2 separate regions of the Capsicum annuum genome follow, and region 1 is linked to region 2. Evidence: chromatin contacts called from public Hi-C data. All regions are on one chromosome and are shown on one strand. Each heading gives the region's core, a stretch centred on a gene start, on an enhancer-like site or on the middle of the called end of the contact. The rest is flanking DNA. Distances are from core to core; before and after follow the strand shown. Region 1 holds the start of LOC107870520 (kinesin light chain 3). Region 2 holds the start of LOC107870521 (peptidyl-prolyl cis-trans isomerase PASTICCINO1).

Evidence for each region. A called contact is a pair of places that touch in the nucleus more often than the background predicts.
Region 1: a contact with region 2 is called in a Hi-C map of leaf, with 2.6 times the contacts expected there. The contact joins the promoter of LOC107870520 here to the promoter of LOC107870521 in region 2. A contact is called at or near these places in 5 of 5 Hi-C or Micro-C datasets (bud, leaf, pericarp and 1 more).

The regions. Positions count from the first base shown.
Region 1 is chr12:3,493,733-3,499,195 of UCD10Xv1.1, reverse strand. It overlaps LOC107870520 (kinesin light chain 3), which reads right to left and starts at 1,721. Exons shown (of 18, transcript XM_016717078.2): 1 at 1,700-1,721. It overlaps LOC107870519 (glutamine synthetase), which reads right to left. Exons shown (of 12, transcript XM_016717075.2): 5 at 5,025-5,131; 6 at 4,827-4,914; 7 at 4,351-4,479; 8 at 4,190-4,264; 9 at 4,017-4,070; 10 at 3,834-3,871; 11 at 3,591-3,750; 12 at 2,966-3,400. The coding sequence ends at 3,248.
Region 2 is chr12:3,362,726-3,368,212 of UCD10Xv1.1, reverse strand. LOC107870521 (peptidyl-prolyl cis-trans isomerase PASTICCINO1) reads left to right here and starts at 2,022. Exons shown (of 21, transcript XM_016717079.2): 1 at 2,022-2,245; 2 at 3,985-4,080. The coding sequence starts at 3,998. It overlaps LOC107870523 (putative pentatricopeptide repeat-containing protein At1g09680), which reads left to right. Exons shown (of 2, transcript XM_016717083.2): 2 at 1-179.

The sequences.
Region 1 (5,463 bases), core at 472-2,971, 130 kb before region 2:
GAATGCCTCTTCTCTTTTTTCGGCAACTTTATAATTTTAACTTTCTATGTGCCATGACGTTTTAGTACATTCCACATATCGTTAAATTTAAGACCACAAGATTTAAAAGTCTTCTACTTTCTTAAACTCCGTGTCAAGTCAAAAAAAGACACACAAATTGAAACGGAGGGAGTATATGAAAAAAAAAAAAATTATTCATGAAAAGAAAGTAGGTTCTTTATGCTCCCTTTGTTCACTTTTACTTGTCATATTCCGCTTCACGATGGTCAATCGGCTAATTTTTGGAGCTAAATTGAATAAGATTAGTTTAACATTTTAAATTTAGATATTTGAAAACTATATAAACAAACTATAAGTTGCAGTCTTTCTCATATTAATACAATGAAAAAACATATCTTAAAATGTTGGACAAAGTTCATACAGTTTGACTCTCGATAAACGAAATGTGACAAGCAAAAGTGAAGAGAGTGAGTAAAAATGTCAACTAATGAACAAAATGATGGAAATACAAAGTAGCACATAGCATCATTAAACAATGCAGCTCAAATAGCTGCAAAATTAACCCAGACCCAAATCTTGATCATTGAACACAATTTAATATAATATAAATAATCGAACCTTTATTGTCATGAACTCTGAATACATAAAATTCTAAACTTACCAGTATTGGATAGCAAACTACACTCAAACTTTGAAAACTTTTGAGCTATAGCATTCAATACTGTAGCTAAAAAAAACTGCACAATTAGCCCTGATGCAAATCTTGATCATCAAACACAATTTAATATGACGAAAAAAAAAATATCAACTTTTTTCTTATTAATAGAAAGTAGGTATAGTCAGCCCTTATGTTGCTTGGCCTCTTCAAAAATGTCGATGGGTGCGTGTCGGATCCTTCAAAACTAGTGTATTTTTGAAGGATTCGACATGGGTACGACAATATTTTTGGAGCGTCCGAGCAACTTCAGCCCCTTTAACTTGTCCGGATGTTCTACTTAGACACCCAAACTATGTTTTGTTCCAATTGAACACCTCCATTCCTAGTAAAATGTACTCGCTCCGTTTCAAAAAGAACAAACTACTTTCCACGTGACAGTCTAAACTACAAGATTAACGGATATTTTGATGCATTTGACATAACTTTAATTTAGGACCACGAGTTCAAAAGTTCTTTTTTATTTTCTTAAACTCTGTGTCAGGTCAAACTAGGTGTTTTCATTCGTCTACTAGAGAGCTTTTAGAGTTCAAGTATTAATACTATAGCTTAAAAAAAATTGCATAATTAGCTCAAATGCAAATCTTGACAATTAAACACAATTTAATATGAAAAAAATCATAAAATATATATATATATATATATATATACCAGCATTGGATAGCAAAATTGGGGAACTTCTTTGAAGTGATTGAGGGCAAAACCGGAATCTTTTGAGCAAATTAGCAGAAGCTTGTCGGAGAAACATCATTAAAGTAATCGAAATTGAATGATTAATTGTTGGGTTTAGTATTTCCAAAATTGAATTTACTTAAACCCTAAGCCCCTTTATGAAGCGGGTCGGGTATGAGTGTTCTGGTATCTAACGACACAGGCAATTTGCATAGATAGCCAATTTAGATCATATTAAAAAATTTCAAGTTGTAGTATTATTTTAATAAAATTAAGGTCGAAAATATATCTAAAGCAACTCAATTTTTCTACCTGAAATATCACCAGGAGCGGAGTTAGCTAATAGTGAGAGGATTCATACGAACTTTCTTCGGCGAAAAATTATACTATTTATACAAGCTTAAAATTATTTTTCATATATATATAGCAGACGTTGAACCCCCTTCGACTGGTTCTTTTGTTCACATTTTTCGATTTTGAACCCCCTTAATTAAAATGTTGGCTCTGCCACTGAATATCACCAGCTATTTGTCAAAGCACACCTCAACTATTCATTGTTTATTTTCATACATGAAGTATCACATCATTTAGGTGTGAACAATTGATAGTTGAGGTGTGTTTTGACGAATAATTGATGTTATTTCACGTAGGAAACTGACACGCCTAATAGTTCATGTGTGAAATTCAAAAAGCGGAGATACATTCGGTATTCTTTTGACCACAACAACAACAACATCCCCATGTAATTTCACAAGCGGGGTTTGGGGAGTGTAGAATATATCAGATCATACCCCTACCTTGTAGAGATAAAAAGGTTGTTTCCGATATACCCCAAACATACGAGTCCAAAGTTTGATTCATTGTAGTTGTCAAACTTTAAGCATATATGACCGAACATAAATTCTTATCTCTCAAGATATCTCTCATCATTAATATCGCAATATATGATTTTAACTATCAAGGTTAGGTAGCTCGTTTAAATCTTACCCTTTTTTTCTTTTATAATCGCTATAAAGCAAGGAGATAAAAGTAAGGAGATGCATAGGTACGATCCTTAAAGGAAAGACTCAAAATGCTCTACGACTAAGTATACACATTCAGATTCGCCGTCCTGGGCCATCGCACGGAAAAACTATAACCGAAATCATTTTTATCAGGCATTAACTTGGAACCATGTGCATGATCTCGGCCAGTTTCTTTCTCCTCTTGCTGGTTGGGCCGGTTCGATGGCTCTGGGTATCAGCATATCTAATAAATAATTTAGATGTGAAAAATTGTCCTCTAAAAAAGAAAATGTTGAACGAATTGATCGTAAATTATAAGGATTTTAAAATCTTTTTGCCTTCGAGTTGGGGTAGTGGGGGGTGTTTACAAAGGCAGAAATTTATGTTGCTCGGACTCTTTAAAAATATGGACGGGTGCGTGTCAGATCGTCCAAAAATAGCTTATTTTCGAAGGATCCAATATGGGTGCAGCACCATTTAGAGAAAGAAAGTTTTGCAAGACCACAAAACTATTAGAAGTGTTTTTTTAGAGTTGTTTTTAATCACTGGTCTCAAAACAACAGTATCTGAGAAATAGAACCACAAACCCTTTCAATATTTTTGTTATTAATAATAAGAATTAACATTGTTTGTAAACAGCATTTGCCAAATCATAGGCCTTGCTGTAAGAAAATACACAACTTCAACTGGCAAATAACAATAAGAATGGCAAAGACAGAGACGACTACCCTATATAACTAAAATAACACATATGAAGTCGAAAGGGTTCGTTCGACAATTCAATGTTTCCTCCTATCCCACATTGTGCAAACCAGAAACAAGCGATCCTTCGAGCAGCAAGTAATAGTAAAAATCTTCAAGGCTTCGCGAGGATGGTGGTCTCCGCGATCATGGAGGTAACAACGTAGGGGTCCATGTTTGAGGCAGGCCTTCTGTCCTCGAAGTATCCCTTGCCTGCCTTCTCTGTGTCCCTTCCAACACGGACTGATGCACCACGGTTTGCAACCCCCTGATAACCGTCAAAATGAATTTTTGTCACGAGACAAACATAAGATGTTGGATGCGTTTTGTGGTCCACGTATAGAAAGGTGTCATTCTTTTTGTAAGTCGTGATAACCTTAGTTGAACCTCTATACCAAGAACGGATAAAAAAGACAGCCAAAATGAGAAATGATGAGAAAGAGAGAATGTTTATATACCCATTTGAAGCTGTTGATGTTGGCTGTTTCGTGCTTTCCAGTGAGACGACGTTCGTTGCCTTCACCATATGCAGCAATGTGCTCTTTGTGCTTCAGGCTAAGCTTTTCAATGGCCTTCTTGATGACTTCATAGCCTCCGTCTTCCCTCATGGACTTGGTGCTGAAAAAAATTCCAAAGTTTTACTCATAGGAACGAGTGGAATTAAAGATGGAAGTCGAATGAATCAAGGGTTATTCCTCTACCTGTAGTTTGTGTGAGCACCAGCCCCGTTCCAGTCGCCCTGACAATAAAGGAAACATCCATCGTTAATACACAACCAGTTCATGGTAACGGAGACCAGATTGCAACCAACGTGTTCTGACAACACATCAAAGAATAGCCTGAATTTCAAGAAACTTGAAAAATGTACATAGTAGAAAGCTCACCGGAATAGGCTTGGGGTCGAATGACACGACCACTCCGGCAATCTCTGCAATCCTCTGTTATACCACCAAGTCAAGAAGAAAATTGCATTCAACCTCAACAAAACCGCAAGAGAACTGAACCGAAATAGACCAAAATGGTCGATACAAGTGTCAACTGTTATAAGCTACGATACCTCAAGAATGTAACGAGCTACCCACACTTCATCACCGGATGAGATGCCAACAGCAGGTCCAACTTGGAATTCCCACTGCATAAGATTTGAACTAAAACACATCAAATATTTGTGAAATCATTCGACTCTGACTAGATAAGCAAACGCGAATGCCTCCTTACCTGTCCGGGCATGACTTCTCCATTGATACCGCTGATGTTAATACCAGCATAAAGACAGGCCTTGTAGTGGGCGTCCACTATGTCACGCCCAAAGGCCTTGTCAGCTCCGGTTCCACAGTAGTATGGTCCCTATACACAAAAATAAATACGGTTAAATAGACAGTTAGCTAACTCCGAATTAGTACGGTCCCACAGATGAAACAGTCAAAAATTGTTAGGTGAATATAAAGTATTAGGACCACAGATGAGAGGACCAAAGCATGAGGCAATAGATAGAGACTTCTTTGGAACACCAAGAAACACCATCCTATATTGTAGACATTTTTTGCCTTTCCGATTCTTATCTAACGCCAGCAACGTGAGAAAATAATCTATGACTAAGGCACAGATAAGCCAAATGAAAGAACTAAAGCCTAAAAGACTCGGGAAACAAAAGAAAAATATAGCAAAATGTATAGTAGGTATTAATAATATACCTGTGGTCCAGGAAAACCTCCGATGGGCCATCCCAGAGGCCAGTTAACCTCCCTTTGCAACAAGGTATATTCTTGCTCAATGCCATACCTAAGTCATATTATACACAGTTTTTTTAATCGAACTGGAAAGTTGCAAGGTACGGCATCGAAAACAAAAATTAGAATGTACTTTAAAAGCTTAATAGATTAAGTGGATACCAGGTTTCTTCAGCAACAACATCAGGGTGGCTGAAGATCTTGGCAGCAGCGTGCCTCTTGTTAGTTGGAATGGGCTCACCAGCAGGAGTATAGGCATCACACATGACCTTCAGTAGGAAAAAAGAATCAAACGAATGGCTCACGAAAAGGATTTAACTAAAATTATACGGACAGCGCAATCAGTCTATTTAAACATCATGTTAATTCTCCGGTCTTAAGTTGTCCTCCAAAAATGCACAACTTTTGGAAACAAAAGATTCACCAAAAGGATTTAACTAATATATACAGACAGTGTAATCGGTGCATTTTAACATCATGTAAATTCTCCCGTATACGTCGCTGACTCGTGTCATCGGATCACCAAAAATGCACAAATTTTGGAGGGATCCGACACGCAAAAGACAACAGTTTGAAGAGTTCAAGAAACATAATATGCGGT
Region 2 (5,487 bases), core at 773-3,272:
GGCTGGGGTTCAGATATTCTGTGGGCCGAAAATCAACCGACGTGTGCCAGGGAGGTTGGGGAGCGTTCCAGTGTGGTCCGTTCGGGTGAGTGGGGCCATTTGGGTGGTCAAACGGGCGAAATGGCGCGAACAGGTCATTTTGTAAATACTAAAGTTTGTCAAAGTCCATGTTTGTGTCATGATGTAAGTGACTAGTTTGATGTTATTAGCAAAAGTGATTGCCAAGTACCTTGCAACATCAACAACATACCCAGTGTAATCTCTTAAGTGGGGTCTAGAAAGGACAAGCCCGGTGGACTTTTGGAACCTCTACCAATGGTGGAGCGATCATGGGATAGTGTCACGATGGGCTTCATCACGGCACTACCATTGTCCGGTTCCATTATGATCGTGGTTGATAGATTCTCGAAGTATGCAACCTTCATTCCCGCATCACCGGATTGCAAGGTCGAAGAAGCAGCTCCTTTCTTCCTTAAGAGCGTGGTAAAGTATTGGGGACTATCACGAACTATCATAAGTGATCAAGACCCGTGCTTCACGGGTCAATTTTGGATGAAGCTCTTTCCACTCTTGGGTTCGAAGTTGCAATGTACGCAAATTTTACTTCTATTTTTATCGAGCAGAGAAATTATTTTTGATAGATCCGCAGCTCAAAACAAAAATTATCGAAGTGTGGATGCAAGAACATGCAACAATATCTAAAATTTATCATCAAATGCCTAGTAAATATCGTAAAAAAGGTAGAATCAAAATATTTTTCTATATTTTTTACACATTACAATTTTACTTTAATATAAAAGAAAGGTATTTGGTGCTCGAGAATTATTCTCATCTTAAAGTTAAAATAGGAGAGTCTAGACGATCATTTTCACGTTTCCTCCAATTTTATGTTCGTCTTTAATTTTAATTCATCAATAACTTTTTTCTTTTGCGGAGCTCAAATTTATAATTTCGCATCTTAATATCCTACAAGTTATAAATTTATAATTTCGCATCATATTTTTTTTTTTGCGGTGCATAAATTTTATGTTCCATGCCTCGCTGCTAAATATATGTTCAATTGCTAAAGTTAGAATCTAAAACTAATCTATTTGACAGATAAAAATTAAATATCAGTACATTTTAAAGGACATACAATGTAAACAACATAAATCCCGATAGTTTGAAGTTGAATTCTAAAATATCTCAAATTTGAGTCTGACAAGATACATAATTAGCTCTCGATGTATCCAATGAAGATATATTTTTTCCTCTATAAAGATTCATAATTAGCCCCCGATACATTTAGCCGATTTTGAATCGGTCAAAATACATAATACATCCAACGAAGATACGTTTTTTCTTTGTAAAGATACATAATTAGCTCACGATATACTTTTTTCAATTTTGGGTCTGTCGAAATACATAATTAGCTCCCCGATACATCCAACGAAGTTGGAGACGCATTCTTCTCTCTACATAATTAGCTTCCGATATATTTTTCTGATTTTGAGTCCGGCGAAATATGTAATATACATATTTTTTCCTTTGTAAAGATACATAATTGGCTCTCGATATATTTTTTTTTTTAATTTTAGGTCTGTTGAGATACATAATTAGCTCCCCAATACATTCAACGAAGACACATTTTTTCTCTACATAATTAGCTTCTGATACATTTTTCTAATTTTGAGTCTGTCGAAATACATACTATATATATTTTTTCTTTTGTAAAGATACATAATTGACTCTTGATACATTTTTTTTCTAATTTTGGGTCTGTCAATATACATAATTAACTCACCGATATATCTGACGAATATACATAATTGGTTGAAATTTTTGTAAGTACTTTATACAACGACAATAAATCCCGTGTATTCCCACATATGGGGTCTGAGGGTAAGATGTACGCAATCTATATCACACTTCAGGAAAGTAGAAAGGCTATCGTGAAAGGCTGTTTTCGATAGACCCGGCTCAAGACAAGGAATTTGTAATTACTTTATAACAAGAGAAAATTTGTGTAAATATAATAAGTATATGTTTATGTTAGTTTTCCATTAAATTTTCAGCTACATTTTTTGTCACTACTCAGAGCCAAAAGTTTGGAATTTTAATTTTAATAAATACTCAGTGATATTAGTTGGTAAACAAGAAAATTAAAGTGCATCACCCATCAGCAGAACAAGTACCACTTTGACTACTAGCAAAATTTTGATAATATTTTTCAATCTTTTACTCCAATTTACATACCAAAATTAAGGTAATTCTTCACATTCTTGATCTTTTTTTTTTTTTTGGTCTTTATTAAGTGGAGCTATTCTGATTAATTTATTTTGTAATTTTCATTATTTGATTCTATTTATTGGAATTTTGATAGTCTATCAGTGACTAAGAATATCTGTTGCTCTAATTTTACATACCCTTTTAGGTAGTCTTTCAAATTCTTGATTTTTTGTTTGTTTTTATTAAGTGGGGTTATGTGTTTTTGTTCATTCTTTGATCCCTATTGTAATTGTTATCATAAAAATTTGTTCTTGGAATGTTTTGTTACAACTTACAACTAAATTTTGTCAAAATTCAGAGCCAAAAGTTGTATTTTTTTTTTTGTTTTTATTAAGTGGAGCTATGTGTTTTTGCTCATTCTTTGATCCTAATTGTAGTTCTGATTATAAAAATTTGATCTTGGAATGTTTTGTTACAGCTGAATTTGATACTATCTCCGTTTCAATTTCTTTGGCCTATTTTAACTTGGCACGAAATAGAGTAAAGCATCTAGTCCCCTCCTGAACGATGACCAAATTTGCTACGACATACTCCAATTTCACGGGGTCCCTATTACCCTGAACTAAATTTTAACGTATTTTTGTCAACCTTTTTAGCTGACGTGACACCTTTGACGTGGGTCCCATTTTTGTGTAATAAAGGTGCCATATCTGCACAAAAAGGTGACAAAAATGTGCTAAAATTGACTTCAAGGGTCATAGTAATCCCTGTGAAGTTTGATTGTGTCGTAGCAACTTTGACCATAGTTTGAGGATGCTTGTCTCCACGAAGTATAAGAAAGTAAAAGAAAACTTTTGAATCTTGTCGAAATGACCTTTCATTTTGTAGTCTTAAACATGCTGCGTAGAAAGTTGAAATTATGGAGTTGCTAAAAAAAAAAAGGAAAGGTTGTTCTTCAAAAAGGAAAGTAGGCGAAACAAATTGAAACGGAGGGAGTAGAATTCAGAGCTAAAAGTTGGAATTTTGATAGTGTTTGAGTGATTAGTTGGTGACCAAGAATATCAAAAAGCAATACCACACTTGATTTCTAGTCATTCTTGATCAATTTCTTCATCTGTTTCTCCAATTTTACCTACCCTTTTAGGTAATCCTCCAAATTCTTGTTTTTTTTGTGTGTTTTTATTAAGTGGGATTATGTGTTTTTGTTCGTTCTTTGATCCTTATTGAAGTTCTGATTATTAAAATCTGTTCTTGGAATGTATTGTTACAGCTAAATTTGTTACTATCTCCACTTCAATTTCGTTGGCCTTTTTTGACTTGGCATGGAATTTAAGAAAGTAGAGAAGACTTTTGAATCTGTCGAAATGACCTTTCATTTTGTAGTCTTAAACATGCTACGTAGAAAGTTGAAATTATGGAGTTGCTACAAAAAAAGGAAAGGTCGTTCTTCAAAAAGGAAAGTAGGCAAAACAAATTGAAACGGAGGGAGTAGAATTCAGAGCTAAAAGTTGGAATTTTGATAGTGTCTAAGTGATTAGTTGGTGACCAACAATATCAAAACAGCAATACCCCACTTGATTTCTAGTCATTTCTGATAAAACTCTTTCAATCTTACACTGCAATTTTACATACCCTTTTAGGTAATTCTTCAAATTCTTGATTTTTTTCGTGTTTTTATTAAATGGGATTATGTGTTCTTTTTTTCATTATTTGATCCTAATTGTAGTTCTTGATTATAAAAAACTGTTCTTGAAATGTATTGTTACTCTTTTGCAGTAGCTAGAGGAAAATGGCAGTAGTAGCTGATGATGATCATGAACAACAAGTTAAACAAACAGAAAAGAAGAAACCGGAGACTGAGGATGAAAAAAGGTCAAATCTTTACTTTGTTAAGAATTGATCCAGTTCACTTTTTTCGTGAATTTATGAAAATAAAAGTGTTTTTAAGCCGTTAATCTCTTTCATTTAAGAAACAAGATACTGAGGATGAGAAAAGGTCAAATATTTAATTCTGTTAAGAATTGACACAGTTCCCTTCCTGCAACACGTACCCAGTGATCCCACAAGTGGGGTGGAGGAACCAGAATTTTCACTAAGGGATGTCAAAATATAAAGGAGTAAATTCACGAAGAAGCCAAGGGGTATCAGTAAGTGATAATTATATATACATAAAAAGAAATATTTTTACCTAGTTAAAAAAAGGGGCAGCCCGGTGCACTAAAGCTCCCGCTATGCACAATATCCGGGGAAGGGCCCCACCACAAAGGTATATTGTACGCAACCGTACCTTGCATTTCTGCCAGAGGCTGTTTTCAAGACTTAAACCTGTAACCTCCTGATCACATGGCAACCAGTTACTCCAAGGCTCCCCTTCATTTTTACCAAGTTACACAATGTAATTTTTCGATGAAGGGACACCCCTCAAGTACATGTGAGGGTAGTCTGTAGATGTGGCTCTGCCACTGGGTCTGGTGAGGGTAGTGTGTACGCAGAACTTACCCCTACCTTGGGAGGTAGAGAGGCCGTTTCCGAGAGAGGCTCAAGAAAGCTCACTTTATTCATGAATAAGTTTTAGCTGTTTCTCCTTTTCTTTCAAGAAAGAGGAGAGTGAGAATGACAAAAGGTCAAATCTTTATTCTGTTAAGAATTGACTCAACAACGACGACCTTGGACCTTGACCTTGGAAGGTGGGAAGGTGGGAGAGGTGGTTTCCAATAGACCCTTGTGTGACGCCCCGCGTCACTACCCATTAAATTCATCCCGTTTTGGGCATAATTCCGAGCGTTTCAGACACATTTCGGAACCCGACGGGGCTCCCTCAACGTCTCGTGACAAGGCCAACGTGGGGGCATCTTTGGGAGGTCAAAATATAAGCTCGGGTCAACATTTATGGGACTTTGAAGCCTTGACCAGCTGGGCAGTGACTGCACAACAAAAACAGCATACTAGACAAAGGCCTTTCTACTAGTTCATGGCTTGCATGCCCAAATGTAGTAATGTTGACTAGCATTAATTGTATCCCTTGACTAAGGGGCATTATATATAGCTTGTAAGCCCTCTTGGGAAGATCATATACTTGTTTTTACTCAACCAATATAATCAGAAAATTGGCTCTTCGGGCCTCCCAAAACCGAGTGTCTTTCTTGCTATTTTCCTTTCGAGTTGTGTGAGTGTTCAAAGGTTCTTAATATAATCAGAAAATTGGCTCTTCGGGCCTCCCAAAATCGAGTGTCTTTCTTGCTATTTTCCTTTCGAGTTGTGTGAGTGTTCAAAGGTTCT